Regions from separate parts of the Danio rerio genome. Here region 2 is linked to region 1. Evidence: chromatin contacts called from public Micro-C data. All regions are on one chromosome and are shown on one strand. Each heading gives the region's core, a stretch centred on a gene start, on an enhancer-like site or on the middle of the called end of the contact. The rest is flanking DNA. Distances are from core to core; before and after follow the strand shown.

Region 1 (5,116 bases), core at 2,581-5,080:
TAACCCCTTCCTACTCTAAATTATATTTTTATAACAAAATCAGAAGATTTGCATTAGTAGCACTTGATGTGAGAACTGCCTTTTTATGATAAATCACTAGATACCTTTTTCATTTGTTGGTCGATTCAGATAAAAGTGTATCTTTATCTGTAAATTTTAGACTGTAACATGAACTGACATGAACTAAGAATAAAGCTACATTTTATTAACGATTAAACTTTAAAAATGAATTTGACCTTGCAGCAATTACTTACTAGATTTTTGCTGTAATATTCCCAGAATGTTGTGACAGCGCTGACGTTTGGACCCCACATCAAGCTGAGACTGAGGCAGCAATGGACAACCACTCGTATCTGCTCTTCTTGTGCGGCTTTCTGAAATGAGACCATATCAATATTTACATTTCAGAAGACAAAGACTGCGTCTGTAACTGCCTACGACTCAGTAGGTACTGCATTTGAATTTAAAGTATTACTCTGCTGTTAGAAAAGTACATTCTATACAGTATTAATGTAAGCAGTATAAATGGAATTCAGACGTACTACATCTGCCATTTTGTCATGGTCATGTGACCTACAAATGCATCACTTCACTTCGCTCCCATTCACGAATTCTCTCACGGGACCTCATGGCGCACTTCAGAATCTTGCTGGAAGTAGTAGGTCATCCGGCTACTTTTCGCATACTGATATTCAAATTCGGACATACTACTCGGCTTGCATACTGATTTTAGCTTACTATATAGAATGAAATCATGTGGTTTCAGATGCAGCCCATATGTATTTAATGGTAGTAAACCACCAGGAAAAACAAAAAAAAGCGTATTAACCAAATAAATTGAATCACCTTTGGATCACAGATAGACTTCAGCAGCCCGATCACAAAGCTCCAGTTATCCTCCAGTTGTTTCTGAAACAGCCACAAAGTTATCAATCTGACATTTAAATATACATCTCATCATGGGATACAGGTCAGTGTTGCTCTACCTCCTGTTGAGCAGTGCCGTTCCTGTTGTGCATCCCAATCTGGGCCAGGTGTGTGAGCAGCCACCAGGTGAAGCCCTCGGGGTCTTTACAGTGCACAGGGAATCCTGGGTCACGATCTCCTGAAGTCGTCCCCTTCAGAACAGTCTGCAGCAAGGCATTTATATAGCTCCAAAAAGACTAGATTGAAAAGTACAGTTAGAATACAAAATTGTGCAAAAAACACACAGACACGCATAAAAACTAACATGCAGCAACTGTGTGTGCTAACCTGTGTGTGTATGCTTTTGCTCCTGTGCTCCAGTAAATGTATGAGCAGAATCCATAATTCCTTTGTGCAGAGGCAGTGATAGTGATGAGTGTTCAGAGTCTCTGTTGGTCTCACCTGGAGGAAGAGAAAGAAAGATTGTTGTACCTCCTAACCTTTACACCACCGTGTATTTTATGTTTGTTTAAAAACACACCTTATTATATTTGTTCATGGCCAGGCCAATGAGATCACAAAACAGGTTGTTGACCTGGTCTTCAAAAAGACTGATGTTGGTGAGCGTCTCTCCTGTTAAGTTCACAAACTGGTGTGCGTAAACTACCTGACCTTTTGAAATCACCAGGACAAAATACTCATTAGTAGGACAGTCCCAGATTCAAGCACAATCTCAGCCCATTTCCGGCTATTGCAACATACCCATCATTCTTTGCTCCAACAGGTGCAGGATCTCTAGAACAGACCAGTGGATGTCCAGGTGCAGATGCAATAGTTGCCAGGATGGAGGAAAGAGCTGTACATGGGGTGACACTGTAAGTTTCTATTCTTTATGAGACTTTCTTTTGCTACTAGGGTGAATAATAAAATGCTGCAGATCTAAAGACTAATCAACACCCCTGGCAAAAGTTGTAAATATGAATGCATTAATGAATGCATTAAGACAAACAGTGTAATGCAGACAAAGTTGATTTATTTTATTATTTAATCTTCATTCAATATATTTCAAACTGTCCCCTTTTAGTGCAAATGTAAAAACTAAATTTAATTGGGTTAACACCACATGGGCATGACATTAAATGCTTACTGGTCAAAGAAGCCTAGATTAAAAGAAGATGGCCAAAGAGGACTTTTCTGTCATAAACTATTACAAATCACCTTGTCAAAAAATATGCTTTGCAGCAGTGTCAAGTAAGACAAATAACACAGTGTTTAAGGATGCTATATATACATACAGTATATACACATTTAAAAAAAATTCAACCCTGCAAACATACTAAATACAGAAATGGGGGCATTGCATCTTTGCGTGTGCAGAGTGAATGCAAAAGTAACTGATTTGAGTCACTTTGAAAGTGGGTCTTCAAAAAATGTTGAATATAGTCACGTAATCGGAATTGAAGATCTGCAGTATAAATGCAGCCAAAGTGTACAATTTGTGATACTAAATAGTCTTTTAAATGTGATTAATTAAGTTATTCTTGTTCTAAATATGCAAATATTTTATGGCACAAAATATTGTTACACTAGTGTATTCTGTAAATCATAGTAAAACTCTATTATGTTCTGTGTATGATATCATTAAATATCATAATTATAATGTATTTTTAATTTTTTTGCACAGACCAAACATAAAATTAAATACGCTTCGTTTAACATTTAGTGAAAAACTAAAACTTATTATTTGAACTCTGTTTAGTAGTGAACAGCTGTTGCCATTTAATCTACAGTACTATAACTATTCCCATAAGGTCGAACAAAATCTTTATGTCAGCATTATTGGCCCTACTTGGAGCACACTTTTTGACACCGACCTGAAACAGGAAACGAGCACAAAAGTGTTCTGCTGTACCTTTCCCTGGTGTTGAATAGTGAAAGCACTCTGGACATTAGCTGGCAGATTTCCGATTCGTCCAATAAGAAGTGTGATGCTGAAAAGCTCCTCCACTAAGACTGAGGGCAGCTGAGCCTCTGCGTCTTTAAAGGGGTGAACAGGACCTTCATCTAGGGATTGTGAGGGCTCCAAAAACCTGAACATTGATACAAGAAGTTAAAAATCTACTTCTGAAAGTATTGCCAAGCCATAGCACAGGTTAAGAGTACAAAAACTTTGAGCTCTCTAAAATGTGTACCTGTAAATGAACACCTTGATATAGCTGAGGAAAAGCACACACTGCTGCCTCAGTTCCTCTGCCTCATAATGAAGACTGCTTGCTTGACCTAAAAGAATATTTATTTTATTTCATCAGAATGCAACAACTTTTCCTAAAAAGTCAGTCTCCAGATGCTTACCAAAATCATGTGAGCTGGACTGCACCAGCGTTTCCAGTTTTAACACCTTTTGTCTGAAAGGAAAGACAGATTGTCAAATTAGCAGACTTCCTGTTTCAGCAGACAACGTGGCAATCCTCCAGAGCCAACACACCTGCACTCCTACCTGAACAAGCCAAACAGAAGTTTGGTAGATTCCACCAGCGCCGTCTCCGTCACCCATGGGAAGTCAAAAATATCAACTGTGTCCCCCTCAAAATCTGCAGGAGCTGGATCGAGCTTTAACAGCAACCTAAACATGGAAAAGATGATCATTTTTTATTAACCTTAGACAAACTGAAACAGATTAAAGCATCACTGTTATAACACCGAAACTAAGCACCTCTTCAGGGCTCCTCTGCTGATGTAGCCATTTGATGATAGCCGTCCTGTGTCTTCTCTGCCTGCTTCATAAGCACAGGTGAAGCAAGGAGGCCGACTGGGAGCAGATTCACCATAATGATTCAGAGCAGATGGAGACACAGGTGGAGTGAGGGACTGTGAGAACTCACTCTCCATGTCAACAATGTGCAAACAGACCACTGGGAAGAGAGCTAAATAGAAAAAAAAAAATGTTGTAAAACCCCATTTTAGCGATGTATTAAAGTGGCTAAGATAATCAAACAACTGTTTAATAAAAACAAACTAAAGACATTTGTCTGGACTGAATGCAAGACAATCTTGAACGAAGAAAAGATGTGAAGTTGGTTTTATATTCGCACATTCATCCATTTTTGAACTTGAAGACAACAAGTGACACGGGTCCTATATTATACTTTGAATATTCACGCAAGTATGACTTTAAAACAACATAAGCTCTATTTATTTGACCGTGAACAGTGTATTAACTGAAAATATGATTTCCCTACTTAGAATTTGCAAATAATGCTTTTCTGAAATTATATTATTGAGGAAAACGTCAGAATTTGCGAACATAAAACTGACTTTACCTCAATGGAAAATGCTTTGTTTTAAATAGTGGTAAAGTTGGTTTTATATTTAAATATTAAGACATTCTCAATTTCTCCTTAATAATATTATTTCAGAAAACTATTCTTTGCAAATTGTAAATAGGGAAACCATATTAGCAGCAAATGGCTATCACAGTACAACATTGTTTACAGTGAATTAGATAGTGTTAATGTTGTTTAGAAGTCATACTTACATGCTAATTCTAATCGAATATTCAAAGTAACATGGTAAACAATACAGAGGCTGCTAAATAAACGAATGTGCGAATATAAAACCAACTTTACCTTTATTGGTTTTAACTGGTGTTGTTAGCAGTTGAACGCTTTGTATTTAAAGCACTAAATTGTCAGTCATCGGCGTGTAAGTTGTATCATCAGAAGGCGAAACCTTTCCTCTTCGTCGAATACAGGCGTTTTTGTCATTCAGGCTGTAACAACTTCAGTAACACTTACTTCAGCCACTGTTGACAATTTCTGCGTCCTTCTTCCCAGTGTCAAAGCACTCCCGCGCTACAGTCACGCTCACCCCGCGCATGCGCGCAACCGTGTCGCTCATGCAAACCGCTCTGTGGTTGGTCAGAAGTTCCCGGAGAGGCGTGGTCTGGAACTGTAATAATAATATCCTCACTGCAAACAGTTATGATTGAGAAGCTCGGGTAGTTAATGTGCGTCCGTTTGTCACTCTTCGCAGTAAAGCATATTAAGAGACACACAACTATAAATTGACAATGAATTCAAGAAATGCGATTGAATCGTCGCATGCGTTATGCACTAATATGTTTTTTATCTTCACTACAGTCTGATTAAAAACTAGTGCATCTCCGTTAAATAAAACTAGATCCAGAGTTACCCTGATTTCCATTTGCAGA
Region 2 (5,085 bases), core at 2,174-4,673, 260 kb after region 1:
GGTTTCTAACTAACAATTTTGTAGGATGGAATAGTTCCACAGATATTTTTCATGTAACCATTGAATTTTAAAGGAATTGTAAATAAAGCTAAAGCTATAGATTTCCTGAGGTTATGTATCCCAGTTTGCTACAATAAAATAATATAGTATTAATATCGGTTAAGGTAAATGCTTCTTAAAAATATATATCAAAATGTTTAAAAGCTAGCATTTATATTTTAGCAATATAATTTATTTTGACACACCGACCTATGCATAATAGAGAGGAAAGATTGAGTTAGGTGCTGTTGCCATGGTTACGAATCGCGGTTTGGCAACAGCTTACGACTAACTTGTATTACTTGTAACTTGTTGTACAATAGAAAGCCTTGTTAAAACCTCTGGGCCCTATAGCCTAGCCTGTATGAATAATATGCTATTTTGCTACTCCATCTGTTTTCATCGGAGGACATTTTATTATTCCAAGCTTTTTGCTCCGTCTTGGGTGATCAAAGCGTCAATGATTGGCGTAACTATGAGAAGAGTTTGATTATTGTTTGATTTAAAGCATGTCTTTGTGAAATGTAATTAATTATTTTCAATCAGTATTTGAACATGACCGGGATCTTGTGTGAAAATCCACTGAGGGAAATATGTTGATGTATGGGGAGACAGTTACCTAATTAGACCATAAAAAATGGAATCTTTACAGCATGCGGGTCATATAATTACTGTTAATTTAACGCTCAGATTCTCTGTCATTAATTTTTATTCCCTTAAATGTAGTTTGGCAGCGGCTCCCGGAGCTCAGAAATAGATTTCACTGTATTTGAGAGCGCGCTGGCCCTTCCAAATGAATTACCGTAGACCCCACAGTCCAAATAACAAGACTCGCATCATTTATGCGTTGTTAAGCCATGTAATTGAACGATCCATAGTTTGCATATTATACCATTAAAGTAATGTGCTTTGGTTTTCTCCCAACACGACTATTTAAGCTTCTGTGGCGTTGTGGTAATTCTCTGAATTACAACCTTAATTGCCATAAATGTTCTTTTGATTTGGGTGATTTCACTGTTACGCCACAATGATGTTCATTATTACGCGGATGAATTTCCGGAACGTGTCTTTAAAGTTTCTCCTTTTTTTCTTTTTTAAAACGCCCTTTAACCCCACCTATTATATTCTCTGTTCAGTTTTTTCAGCTTTTATCTTTCTTTTTCTGGCCACTGAATCTTTTTCTATCAAATGTTTCGTCCTGTTTTATACTGGATAGGCAACTGTCATTGCCATGATGACCACACTGTACATTATTAACTTAATAAAAGGCCGACCCCATCTTTTATTGACCCATTTCAAACATACGCGATGTGCATTATAATAATATTAACAAATATAATTATAAACGTTAATACATAAGCTAATTTGATATTTGAAAAAAGTTAACTTTTCCTGTTTTTATATAAGCGAATGCAAGGTTTATTGGGATTTGAACCATGTTTATTATAGGCTATATTGTTACCTAAGTGATGCGTAATTGTACGGCGCTGTACGCCCTGCGTTAAAGTTCATTAGCTGTGCAAATTACACTTTATTTACTACCTTTAAACAGTTCCTTAAAATCAGCTGATCTCTCTGTCTTCCTTGCTCCTTTTTGTCTTTTGTCCATTACCCTTGCTGATTTACGTAGGGCCGTCCAGAGGAGGCGATGCTGGTGACGTATGAGGCGTTGTTTAATTTACTGCTCTCTATAGCAACCAGCAGCGCCGCTGAAAAAATGTCCCCCTCCTCGGACAATGTCGTGTGCTTTTCTTTACAGAGGCTCACAGAGAAGCCAGCTGGTCAGCTTTAGACACCTGCGGTCCCAAACGGCCCACTGTTCCTCTTTGAAATATTCTTTTGACGTGAGTACACCATGCAGACCCCAAAAGAAAAAGTTTTTTTTATTTTCTATTAGGATTTATAGAGACAGTTGTGGTTAAAAGAGAAGCGTAACTGCTTATTTAAAATGTTTGGAATTGCCTAATAATGACTTAGCCTGTTTAATTGTAATTAACATAGAAAACAAAAAAAAAAAGTAAAAAAATACTTAAATACTTACTAGTCAGTTTCCATTGTGTTTAGAAAGTCACTAAGTTTGCAGCACAAGTGCTTCTGATTGTAAATCATGTAACTTCTGTTTAGATAATCGGAATTTTTTTGTTTTATCTAATCAATAAAACGTGGTCTATATATCTAAATAATTTACATATTGTGCCACATTTATGTCTTTATTTAATTATAAAAGTTTTTATAAATCTTATATATAATTTTAGTTTGAAGTATTTTATTTTTACCCATGTGTTTAGTGAACAAGTCTTTTAAATGTTTAATCCTTTACTTCCCTCTCTTATACCAGTTGTTAATTGTTTATGGCATCCAATAATTGTACACTTTATGCTGCTCTTTATTTTTTAAAGTAAAATACAAAATTATATAGCAATATGTCCCGTTTCTCATTCTCTGAGTTCTTTATGCTTTATGATTACATTTATAGTGAATTAAACAAATGAATCATCTGCTTATAAATAAATAGTACTGATTTTGTTTATTTTTCTCTACTTTCGGGGGTTATTATTTTTATTATTTACTTTGTGAAGTTAGTTACCACATTTTTATTCTTTACTAATCTGCTAAAATGATCATTTATTTCTGATCATCAATGTTATTTTGTGACCAAAAATATTATTAATTTAGGCTTTTGTTTATGTCAGCTCTTCAAAATCTAACACTTTAATGAGTCAAGCGCCCATTTTTCCATAAGTTTGTCAAAACCTTTTCACTTTATAGTTAATTTTTTGCAAAAAAAAAAAAAACTCAGAAGATTCTCTGTTAAATTAACAATGTATAAGTATAATTTTCTTAGCTTGACCAGCAAACATTACGCTAGAAAGAATACAAAAGTTTCCCTTTATTTTACGAATAAATCCCAGAACCTGTAAAAACAAAAAACACGTGAAATGACATCATTAAAAAAGTTTTCATATATTTATTTATTTTTCAAATAGATAAATTATAATAAATAATCTACATACATAAAGCTTACAAACATACATAGCTACGCACACAATCACAAATTCCATAAGAGACAAGTTTGAAATAAATTTCTCTCCAAGTTATAAAAATCTTAACCTTTGATGTTCTTCGCCCTGGTCTTGTTGGCCCGTCGGTCCCTCACATTTCAGAGGTGCTGCAGGACACGGAGTTCTTTTGAGGGAAGAAGGCAGTGTTTGTTAAGACTCTCGAGCGTCCAATCAGCTGAAAGCTGCCTCAAAAAAGCGCGTCCATCATCCTTTCTCAGCCAATGAGCGTGGTCGAGAGGCGGAGCTCAGGTGCGCGCCTCTGCGTCCACTTGGCAAAGAGCCTGGGAGACGCCTGTGGCAAAAGAGTAACTGTCAAATGCAAGGTTCCTTTAATAGGAGCGATCAGTCCGGCTCCGAGAGTCATGGCGACTACAGCATCCAATCATTACAATATCCTCACCTCCAGTCCATCTATTGTACACTCGGAGCCTGGAAGCATGCAGCAAGCTACGGCTTACAGGGACGCGCAAACCCTGTTGCAGAGTGACTACTCACTGCAGAGCAACAGTCACCCGCTCAGCCACGCGCACCAGTGGATAACAGCCTTGTCACACGGAGAAGGAGGTCCGTGGTCGTCCAGTCCCCTCGGCGAGCAGGACATCAAGCCAGCGGTGCAGAGCCCCCGGGACGAGATGCACAATTCCAGCAATCTCCAGCATCAGTCGCGGCCACCCCACCTGGTACATCAGACGCACGGGAACCATCACGATTCAAGGGCATGGAGAACAACGACGGCAGCTCACATCCCCAGCATGGCCACATCGAACGGACAGAGCCTTATTTATTCGCAGCCCAGCTTCAGCGTGAACGGTCTCATTCCGGGCAGCGGCCAGGGCATCCACCACCACAGCATGCGCGACGCGCACGAGGACCACCACAGCCCGCATCTCAGCGATCACGGCCATCCACCGTCCCAGCACCAGCACCAGTCGCACCAGAGCCACCACGACCACTCGGACGAGGACACGCCGACCTCGGACGACTTGGAACAGTTCGCCAAACAGTTCAAGCAGAGGAGGATCAAGCTGGGCTTCACGCAGGCGGACGTAGGACTAGCTTTGGGAACGCTCTATGGAAATGTGTTTTCGCAGACCACAATATGCAGGTTTGAGGCCCTGCAACTCAGCTTCAAAAACATGTGCAAGCTCAAGCCTTTGTTGAACAAGTGGTTGGAGGAGGCAGACTCCACATCTGGAAGCCCCACGAGCTTGGACAAGATAGCAGCGCAGGGGAGGAAACGGAAAAAGAGGACTTCCATCGAGGTAAGCGTCAAAGGGGCTTTGGAGAGCCATTTCCTTAAGTGCCCAAAGCCAGCCGCGTCGGAAATTACTTCACTGGCGGACAGTCTGCAGTTGGAAAAAGAGGTAGTGAGGGTTTGGTTTTGTAACAGGAGACAGAAAGAAAAACGGATGACTCCTCCCGGCGGACCTCTACCGGGTACCGAGGACGTATACGGAGACACGCCGCCGCATCACGGGGTTCAGACGCCAGTTCAGTGAGGGGGGAGAGAAAAAACACTCAAAAAACACTTACAAAACAAGGACATATCTTATCATATTGACTGCTTCAGTCTTCATTTATGATTATGTTCACATTGGAACTATCCAAAGTGAAAGCAGCTGCGGTTTAGACTACTGAGGCGGGCGAGCAGATTATATCCGTCTTCAATGTTTCTCAAAATTCGTAGGCTACTGCTGCAACAGAGAGGGGGACCGTGCGTTCCCTGCGCGAGCAAAGAGAACGGTTGTTCTGTGAATACCCAGCACTGTGAAAAGACGCAGTTTTAAGGTGTAACCCTACTATTTATCAAACACTTTGAGACGAGCGAAATGTCCCTCAAACGCGAGCATGGGTGTCCCATAGCCAGTTGTTTACATCGAGACGCATTCACTGCATTTGCTTTTGCAGGCTTAGCCTGAAAAGTGACTAGTGCTGCAGCATTTGACAAATACACGCCATTTTTACTTTTGTTGTGGGCGACTGA

What was found. Hi-C and Micro-C count contacts between places; a contact is called where the count stands out from the background.
Region 2: a contact with region 1 is called in a Micro-C map of caudal fin, with 6 times the contacts expected there. The contact joins the promoter of pou3f2b here to the promoter of mms22l in region 1. A contact is called at or near these places in 8 of 18 Hi-C or Micro-C datasets (caudal fin, embryo, fibroblasts and 3 more) and 3 of 4 datasets of contacts at active chromatin or transcription factors (caudal fin, embryo and gastrula embryo).

What each region holds. Positions count from the first base shown.
Region 1 is chr16:35,500,594-35,505,709 of GRCz12tu, forward strand. It overlaps mms22l (MMS22-like, DNA repair protein), which reads right to left and starts at 3,831. Exons shown (of 24, transcript NM_001130601.1): 1 at 3,620-3,831; 2 at 3,404-3,529; 3 at 3,259-3,311; 4 at 3,099-3,186; 5 at 2,819-2,996; 6 at 1,669-1,762; 7 at 1,448-1,578; 8 at 1,255-1,368; 9 at 987-1,163; 10 at 847-909; 11 at 255-374. The coding sequence starts at 3,795. LOC137487924 reads left to right here. Exons shown (of 10, transcript XM_073926253.1): 3 at 1,691-1,781.
Region 2 is chr16:35,761,012-35,766,096 of GRCz12tu, forward strand. pou3f2b (POU class 3 homeobox 2b) reads left to right here and starts at 3,424. Exons shown (of 1, transcript NM_131160.1): 1 at 3,424-5,085. The coding sequence starts at 3,464. The coding sequence ends at 4,600. All of the region lies in intron 9 of LOC137487924, which reads left to right.